Regions from separate parts of the Sander lucioperca genome. Here region 1 is linked to region 2. Evidence: chromatin contacts called from public Hi-C data. All regions are on one chromosome and are shown on one strand. Each heading gives the region's core, a stretch centred on a gene start, on an enhancer-like site or on the middle of the called end of the contact. The rest is flanking DNA. Distances are from core to core; before and after follow the strand shown.

Region 1 (5,014 bases), core at 2,242-4,741, 150 kb before region 2:
TGCAGCAGGCCAGATGTGTGGGACATCGAGGTGCAGAAAGATCCTACCCAGCCCCCCAGAGACTCCCACGTCCATTTGGTCCTCATGTTTCAAACCAGACTGTCAACCCCAGTGCCAGGCTCCACATGACGGAGGCCTGGCAGACAGGCTGCTGTCACTGGTCAAGCTCAGTGGTGGCTAGCGTAAATGATTCAGAGGGTGATTTGTGTGCATATGTGCATGTGTGCGTGGATGCATGCACAGTGTTCCGACATCTATTTTTATTATCTATTTCTATCCACAGTATTTTTTGCACATTCTTTCTTTGGCTATACAGCATTTCTTTCATTCTTTCTTTTACAACACAGGACACTGACATTCCTTTGGAGTTTATCTTGCTCTAGACATATTATTCTTACACCAATGAATTTATACTATAAATGTGTACAGTGTATACCATGCACATACACACAAAGTCACAAGAGATTGATGTAAAGTAGCTGTATCAAACTATGCAACCCACAGTATGCTTACATGCTACAGAGTGAACAGAAGAATATAATGTTCAAAAGTATTTCTTAAGATTGAGTCCTGAACTGTGTTTTGTTAAATCCTATAAAAACACAACATCCCGTACTCCTGAACGTCTGATGAGTTCATTAAAATGTAAACTGGTTTCATGGGACTTTAGTGATATGGACTATATCCCCACTTCAGGTCATTTATGTCGTAATGGAAATACCATTGTGATATTTACTTTAATAATGGTATTTTTCCATGTGCGCTGCTGAGGCATATCTGTTGAAGTTTGTGCAATCAGTCACAGGGCAGAATTGGTCCAGTCCTCTTGGGCTTTCCCCCCTGAAATGCGCGGAGAGAAAGATAGATGCGTCCAGTCCTTTTAAGCCATTAAGAGGGTGTGCAAACATCCCCTCGAAACCCTTTAAAATGACAAGACCATCTCCCTCCCCCTGCAAAAAAAACAAATAATCTGTCCTGCTCTTCCTTACTTTCCTCATCTTTTGTCCTCTGCTGCTGCTGCTGCTCCTCTTCCTAAATTCATTTGCAATACCTTGGAGATGATAATGCATAAAGTAGAAGCCAGTTGCTGACCTCTACATTCTAGCTGCTGTTGAAGTGTTTGCAAAGAGAGAAACTGACATCTTATCTGCAGACACAGGATGCTGTGTTAATGGTTTCGAAATCATTCAGTCGAAACAAACCTAAAAGAAGACAAATCTATGCAGCCAAAAATTACAAATACAGGAATTTGGCATCTGGTGCAGCAGCATATACTGTATAAACTGTCTCGTTCAGTTACCTGTGATGGGGGACAGCAGGACCTCAAATAATTTTAAAAAGACTGTGGAAGACATACAAGCTCGCCTGGAAGTGAATTTCTCAAGAGGATTAATTTAAAGAGAGCTTATAAGCATTTAGGTATGCAGGAGGCCACAGCCACCCAAATAGCCACTTCCTAATCCTCTCTCATGTGGATAAGACATCAAAATGAATTTACCTGCCAAATCTGTTAAATTAGGAGGCCAACAATGGGGGAGACTCATTCCAGAGAACCACCATCTCCAAAATGTTGGCCTCTGTATCTATTTCACTCTGTCTATTTGTCTCTCCCAGATGAATTTCAGGGTGAGCACATTTGTGACCCCCCTCACCCTCAGCATGCAGCAAAAGTGAATCAGATTTGGCTCAATAGGCTGCCGTTATCCTGAGTTTTACAGGTCAGATGCGAGTGCTCAGCCCACCTGCTTTCTCTCTCACTTGCAGATTTTACACTTTCTCGATTTTCCCTCTTCTCATTCTTGTATTCCCTCCAAACCCATTCCATGTTTTATCCCCGGACTCCTTTAGGAAACACTGTGCGGATGAGGATCCAGAAAAGCTTCTAGTGGATGAAAAATTGTTGCATTTTTGGAACATTACAACACGATTCTGACATGTTTGGATTGAGAGCACCACATGTGACATTGTAAAATGGAGAAATTATATTGTGCTGAGAGTTTTCATTGATTCCTTTTTGGGCACTCAGTCAGAGACTGGGGATTTACAACAATGTTTTATTTGGAAAAGCGACACAATATTGCAAATAAAAAGTTAGGAAAATATAAATAAAAGTTGATATTTTATTGGACATGGTGAAATAAATTGCTTAGATAGAGCAAATTTGAGAAATGCACGACAACAAGCTCCACGGATACCTTATATCATATGATATTTACACTTATGCTTGTGCATGTGTGTGTGTGTGTGTCTCTCTCTCTCTCTTGGTCACACTCTCACTGTCAGAAACCTGTCAATTGGCCAATAGTGTACAATCAGAAGACAACAAACAAACAAACAAACAAACAAATACATCATAAAATACCCTCTCACATACACTTGTAAGGACACTGACAATTTCAATCCCTAGCCCCTAAACCCTAACCTGAACCATCACAATAACATCACAATGCCTAACCCCTAACCCTAACACCTAAACTGAACCCGAAACATAATACTATGTCTAACCTTAAGCCTCGTGCCTTGTCATAACCCCAATACTGCCTTTTGGAGGAGTAAAAATGCCAGTCAAAAATGTCCTCACTTTCCGGGGCGACCTGTTGCGCCCCATGTAGGCTGAGTCCTTGGCAGCGGCCCAGGTTTGAATCCGACCCCGACCTGCTGCATGTCGTCCTCCTTCTCTCTCCCCTTTCCTCTCTTCAAGCAGTCCTGTCGATTAAAGGCCATAAAAGCCCAAAAAATAATCTTAAAAACAAAAAGTCCTCACTTTCCAAAAAATATCCCCACTCTCAAGGTCTAAAGCTCAAATTGGTGCTACAGAGTAGAAGAGAACACACACACACACACACACACACACACACACACACACACACACACACACACACACACACACACACACACACACACACACACACACACACACACACACACACACACACACGGCTGCATTTGAGATTGCAGATCAGGAGACATAATGTCCTTATATGGTCATGGTGTAATTTCTCCCTCAGTTCTGCTGGCTGGACTAAATCTCAGTGTGAGTTTAGAGTTTATGAAAACCTGTGAACTGGGGTTAGCAGTGAGCAAACGACTCCAGAGCAACTCCTCCAAGTAAATTGTTTTGTATCCACTGATTGCACAACTGTTGAGTGTCAGTTGAGTGGTGCCTGCCCCGGATTATAGTTGTGCACAGATGACCAAATCTGTGTTGTATTGTTGAACTCATGGTGAGTTTTTGTCTCTTTTTATGTAAAGGGAAATTGTTAACATTAGGCAGATGCAAACTCAGAGCAACTTATATTATTTAAAGTTTGTTTGCACAGATACTTATAATCATCAAACTTCACATGTGACGTTGGGGTGTTGGAGACCTCCAGGCTGATTAAGAGCTGCTGGATTCAATCATCCTCTTCTGCTTGCCATGTTTCCCTAAATTATGGTTGATACACTGTTCTGGGGAGGTCCTGTAATAAGTGGGTACATTGGTTTTCTTATTATCTTCTTTGCAATTTTTGCAAATTCCTCCCTTCCTCTCCATTCTCTGAAACCTCACAAAGATGGTATGTTCACTGGATCAACTGTAGAGATTAAACCAATCAAAAATAGCCATAAAACCAGAGTGATCTCCACATTCTCTTACAAATCCTTATCCTACTAAAGCAAAATAAAGTTCAACAAAACAGCCTTAACTTTTTTTCTGAGCGAATGCAGCTTATAACACTGCTCATCGTGGCGCCTCAGAGCCTTTTATTGTGGCTTACTGAAAGAAGCTGCTGATCTTAGCCCTGCAATTGCTGCTGATGTTACTGAGACATATGTCCTTCACAGTTAAGAAATATACTTAGCTCAGTGTTTATTGTGCCCCCCAGTCAAGTCCACCTCATCTAATAGTGCAGTATATCTAGGGTAAAGCAAAAATGGGTCTTACCATTGTACATCCATCTGTGGAAGCTTAAGAAGCAGTTTAATACCTCTGGCTGCTTGCAGCTCAGCTAGGTTTAGGCGGCCAGCATTGAGATACAGCAAAGAGGTTTTTATATCCTGAATTTTAACCAGGAAGTACAAAGTAAACTTCAATGTCCTCTTTTCGAACCCCCTCCATGCTATGCACTCTTTCTCTCTTACTCTCACTCACAGAAATGGGTCAAATGGCCAAAAGGGAAACATTAGAATATGGCCAATGATTATCAGCTGTGGAAAAGTTTCATCAGTTGACAAGCTTGTTTCCTGGTAAATGAAATGATGTATGCTGCTGGTAGAGAATATTAGGACTTTCTACTTGTTCATCCATCAGTTGATATTTTTGATTTGGAAACTTTGGGAACTTCATCCATTCTCCTTCTTGTTTTGAAGTTTGATAAATGCATCATGGGAGACACAGGCACACGCACAAAGTGACGTATTTGTTGGTGACAACAGCCAGTGCAAGTTTTCCTTTCCCAGCTGGCTACATGTTATAAATGTGAAAAACAGATTGTGTTTTGAGTCTTTTGAGTCACACTTGGCAAAACATTTCTACCCAAAATAGTTCAAGTTCAAAGTTTTACTGTCATATGTCAAATAGATGCACATGTTGCCTGATTAGTCCTCTTCTTGCTATGAATGCATGTTAGGATGACCATATTTTTGACCAGCTTACATTTATGTTTCCACATATGCACACACACACACACACACACACACACACACACACACACACACACACACACACACACACACACACACACACACACACACACACACACACACACACACACACCCATACCACACACCAAAGGCAAACTCCATGTTTTACTATAACCCTGATTTACTACCTCCTGTCTGCATGATTGCATATTCCATTCTTGTCTCTTCCTGCCAATCTCAAATTTTCTTGCTTGCTCTAAATTTTTTGGTTCCTGAAATTGTGTTTTGCAGCATGTCGGTATATGCAGAATTTGATCTGTTGAAATGCCAGCAAATGTTTAGACAAATAACATCATATAGCAAGACAGCATAATATGACAAAAAAACAGGG
Region 2 (4,560 bases), core at 1,247-3,746:
AACTTCTCTGAAAACAGGGTATGCAAAAATGAAACCAGGTGCAGGTTTTAATCCCATTTCTTAACATTGTAAACAACTGACAGACAAGGCTATGGTAAAATAAAATTCACTAAACAGGAGGTTCCAAACTAAAGTATATTATTGGTTTAAGCAGCACTGTTGTTATACAGTGTTTCTCACCTATAAACATCAGTAAAGTGGTCTTAGCAAACGCCAACAGAACCATGCCTGATATGACAGACAGGATTCCCATCAGGACAATGAGCAGCTGTGGCACACCACAGTATGTGAACGCTGACACTCCCACAAAACTGGTCAGGAACACAGTGGTGGACAATGCTGAGCCGTAGCCAATCAAAATCTCAGTCCAGCACAGTGGCTCATTCAGCTCATAAAGCGTCATCAAGGAGATCCCACCCACATAAGTGAAGGAGAAGCTGGTGAAGAGGAGTATCAGGAGGACCAAGACAGTTTTACTTCTGCGGCTGGTCCTAGCAAACATGTGGTAGACCCCATAGATCATCTGTTTTATGGCTGAGGGCTCAGGAGACCCATCTAAAAGAATGGCATCAGTGGGAGGCTTCTTCACAGTCTCTTCTAAAATGAAAATTGCATAGAGCAGAATCAAACACTGACACAACGCAGAGGTTAGGAAAGGCCAATTAAAGCCTGCAGCTCTCAAAAAGTAGCCTGATGATATTGAAGCCACCCCAGACAACAGGCCAATCATCATGTCCACTCCAGCCATGCGCAGCGTCTTCTGATGGCCATCCTCACACAAGTCTGCTATGTAGGCGAAACAGCCCCCCAGAAACGTGCCCAAGCCGCCAAACAGAGAACTGAGAAGCGAAGAGCCAATGAGCAAGTAAATGTTGAGCTCAAAGTAGGACACTGTCATGAAGGCCAAGGCGTAGATCAACGAGCCAATCAAAGGCATGATGATTGTAATCTTGCGTCCTCCCAGGTCACTATAGGCCACAAGCATGAGGGTGACAACCAAAGAAGGGATTGTGGAGAAGAGCTCTGTGTAAAGGGAGAAGAGAGATGCCTGCCTCTGTACCTCCTAGAAACACAGAAAGAGAGAGAGCATGGTTGAGTCTAAATATCATGTATGGGTTGGCACTGGACTGCATTCAAGTGTAACAGCAGGCCTCAGAAGGCAAAATATCTACCATTAAATTGGCAACTATCCTAGAAAATGATATCAGTTAAACAGAAATAGTGACAATCCAATGTCATGAAACCAACACAGAATGAAAGCACTTCGATGTGTGCATATGTGATTTTTTTCTCACTTCTCTGCTTTGTTTCATTCTTCCTTTTATTCTTCCTATAAATATAACATTACCATTTTTTACAGAAGAAATATTTTTTTCTAAATCCTTTTTATAATGTGATATGCCTTGGTGTACTGCAGACTTAATTGATGTGAACTAATAGTGATATATGTGCTCTGACATTTTAGCAAAAGTGTTGCTATGACAGCATATACATTCAATATTGTCTGTACAAGTTAAGAACAGTGACCTTTAGTCACAGGTCTCACCATATATCCTAATGGTGCAGTAAATCCAGTATGTTTTTATCTGAGCTGTGTTGCTATAAGGGATCTGAAAGGATTCAGGTAACTGAATTCTACTTTTACCTTGAATTACTTATATGAATGCTCTCTTACATTGAGTGTTAAGTGACTAACCTCGTGGTAGCTGGAATGGTTGCTGCTGCTGTTCTCTGCACATCTAGAAGTGTTGTCAGAGATGGGATAGGTGGTGTTTGTGAGCTCCTGCCAAAGCCTCCGGTACACATACTGCTGCACAAGAGGATAGATGAGAAAACTGGAGAACGCGTACAGTGCAACCACAGGCTCCACGAGGAAAAGACCCTTCATTTTGAAGGGTTGCAATATTCCTTAAAAAAAGAGATGAAGAGAATACATTTAAAGTTAACATGAACACAAATAATAAGGTAAACTGTGCATTGTCTGAGCAGAGTTTTTTTTTTTTTTTTTTTTTTAAACATATTCGTGTATAAATAAGACTTTTTGTTGCCCATCACTTTAATAAAATCCAGGTACATTGTGAAGGTTAATGACGATATCCACTTTCCACTTTAGTAGCCTACAAAACAGGTTACAGCTAAGACTACGTGGAAGTTCCGATATTTAGCGTTTGCACTACATTATCGATCCAACATTATGCGACAGTTTGAAAGTGGTATATATTATTGTTAAGTGGAATATAACATAATAACCCTGTAATTTAGCCTACAGTGTGTTTGTTTATACCTTCGAATACTGCTTTAACAATTAGATAACACACAATGGAAGACAACAACAGCTTAGCCTTTACCTTATCTTCTTTCAAGATGTTGACCAGAAAATGCAGTACAACTCTCACCTTTTAGATCGTCGCTTGGATCATGTTTACAATTACATTGCAAGACATAGATATCTTGCTTTATACAGAAGTGTACGGCGTACTGAAATCCCGATGTCCCGCCTTTCACCATACGATTGGACAGCAGTCTTTCAAGGCTGTTTATTCGATAGCTGGAACTGTCAATCATGAGAAAAATCGGGCGAGAACATTTTGTGACTTCCTGTTGCAGGCTCTTTATTGCATATTAACGTGTATTTGAAATACCTCCAAGGACCGTTAACTGGATTTAGCTAATACATTGTTTTATTTACGAACTCTAAATGCTTCCGTTGTATAAAAGCACAAGATACCTTTACTAACGTTAGTAACGTTGATGTAGGCGTTGGAATGTACCATTTTTGCCAACACGGAAGGATTTTGTTGTGACAGCGGAGAAACCGAGAAACCCGGCGGGGGCACTAGACGGTAAGGCGAAATCCCTCATCCCTTCCTTATATCAAACCCGCAACTGTAAGATAGAGCCGACATTCAAATATATGCACAGACTTATGTTTTACATGGCTGAGTCGCTCAAATATATGCATTGAAAGTAAATGTCATCTTATCATCCCTGACGTGCAGGTAACGTTACGAACGATCAACCATAAAAATACCGTCAGCTAGCGAATCATAGCTAACGTTACCCCTGTGATTAATTTAGCTAACTTAGCTAGCTAACGTTACCAGCCAGCATTAACGTTCGATAGGTAAACGACAACTTTATCAGTTTATCTCTTTCTTTTTCTTAGTTGGTTTTTCACCTTCACAAAATCTAGAGTTAAAGCTAGCTGGCGGGTAATATTAACGTTAGCGTTAGCTTCGCCTGCTGCAGTTGCATTATAAAGTCGTGACTGTCCGTGTCAGGATGGATAATATTTCAGTCCCCCGGCCTAACGTTATCTTTTACAGTGTTGGTGCTGCTCATAATCTCTAGCTAACGTTACCTGCGATATTAAGTTTAAAAGATCGTTTTTCATATGTTTCGGCCTTGGCTATGTCCGTAATTGATAGTTTGTTAGTCTTCTGATTTCGCAATGAAAGTTTTCTGGCGTTCACGCGTAATGTTATTACCTAATACTACGATAGGTTTCAATAATGTGTAATACAATTAACAATGTGTAATACATTTTCAGAAAAAAAATGCATTACCTGCAATCAGAGTGGTTTACAATTATGGTAACGTTACCGTATTTATATTTAGTCTTTGAAACGTCCTTATAGCCACATCATTAGCTACACATAATTTGAAACTGAAATTATTCATTTTTAACCTTTTCACCTCTCCATCAATAATCAATTGACCATCGTACACTATAGTAGCCATAAAATAACAGATGGTGTGTCTCATTGTGAGTGTCTCTCTTGTCTGATATGCTGTTATTCATTCTTTTTGATTTCCAGGTCATAACGTAACGTTAGGTTTTTTCATCTTGGATCAACAATGGCATTCAGCAAGGGATATCGCATTTACCACAAGCTGGACCCACCCCCCTACAGTGTTATAGTGGAAACTAGAACCAGGGAAGAATGCCTCATGTTTGAATCGGGGGCTGTTGCTGTTTTATGTAAGACATCTTGTTTGATTGCACTGTAATGAGAGATGATTTAAATACTCTGAACTCCTGATAAGGATGCTACAAGGGAAATACAGCTATAAGAGACATATAATTGACTATCAAGTGATGGACATGATTCTGTACTATGAATAAGTCACAGGCTACATTTAAAGGAGAGCACTACTAATATTCAACTTTGTGTTGCTTTTGTTTGTCTTCTAGCGGCGGCAGAAAAGGAGGCCATTAAAAACACATACGCCAAGATTGTTGATGCCTATGGCATCCTGGGCGTCCTCCGCCTTAACCTGGGTAAGCTACAGACACATATTCTTTATTCATTGCTCCTTGTTCCAGAAATTTCCTGGATTCAGTCCAAAAGCATAAAAGCACAAGATACCTTTACTAACGTTAGTAACGTTGATGTAGGCGTTGGAATGTACCATTTTTGCCAACACGGAAGGATTTTGTTGTGACAGCGGAGAAACCGAGAAACCCGGCGGGGGCACTTTCATGTTCCAGAAATTTCCTGGATTCAGTCCAACCTGAACCCAGGTTCTTGTGTGACTGTGACGGCCCTCTGGTTTGTA

What was found. A called contact is a pair of places that touch in the nucleus more often than the background predicts.
Region 1: a contact with region 2 is called in a Hi-C map of liver, with 4 times the contacts expected there. The contact joins the promoter of arfip2b here to the promoter of slc46a3 in region 2. A contact is called at or near these places in 2 of 2 Hi-C or Micro-C datasets (liver and muscle).

What each region holds. Positions count from the first base shown.
Region 1 is chr13:16,319,465-16,324,478 of SLUC_FBN_1.2, reverse strand. arfip2b (arfaptin-2b) reads right to left here and starts at 3,491. Exons shown (of 8, transcript XM_036008948.1): 1 at 3,479-3,491. LOC116037043 (a long non-coding RNA gene) reads left to right here and starts at 3,071. Exons shown (of 3, transcript XR_004101778.2): 1 at 3,071-3,224.
Region 2 is chr13:16,169,953-16,174,512 of SLUC_FBN_1.2, reverse strand. It overlaps slc46a3 (solute carrier family 46 member 3), which reads right to left and starts at 2,496. Exons shown (of 10, transcript XR_004894925.1): 1 at 2,397-2,496; 2 at 1,697-1,908; 3 at 181-1,063. synj1 (synaptojanin-1) reads left to right here and starts at 2,578. Exons shown (of 29, transcript XM_035990918.1): 1 at 2,578-2,843; 2 at 3,819-3,982; 3 at 4,196-4,282. The coding sequence starts at 3,859.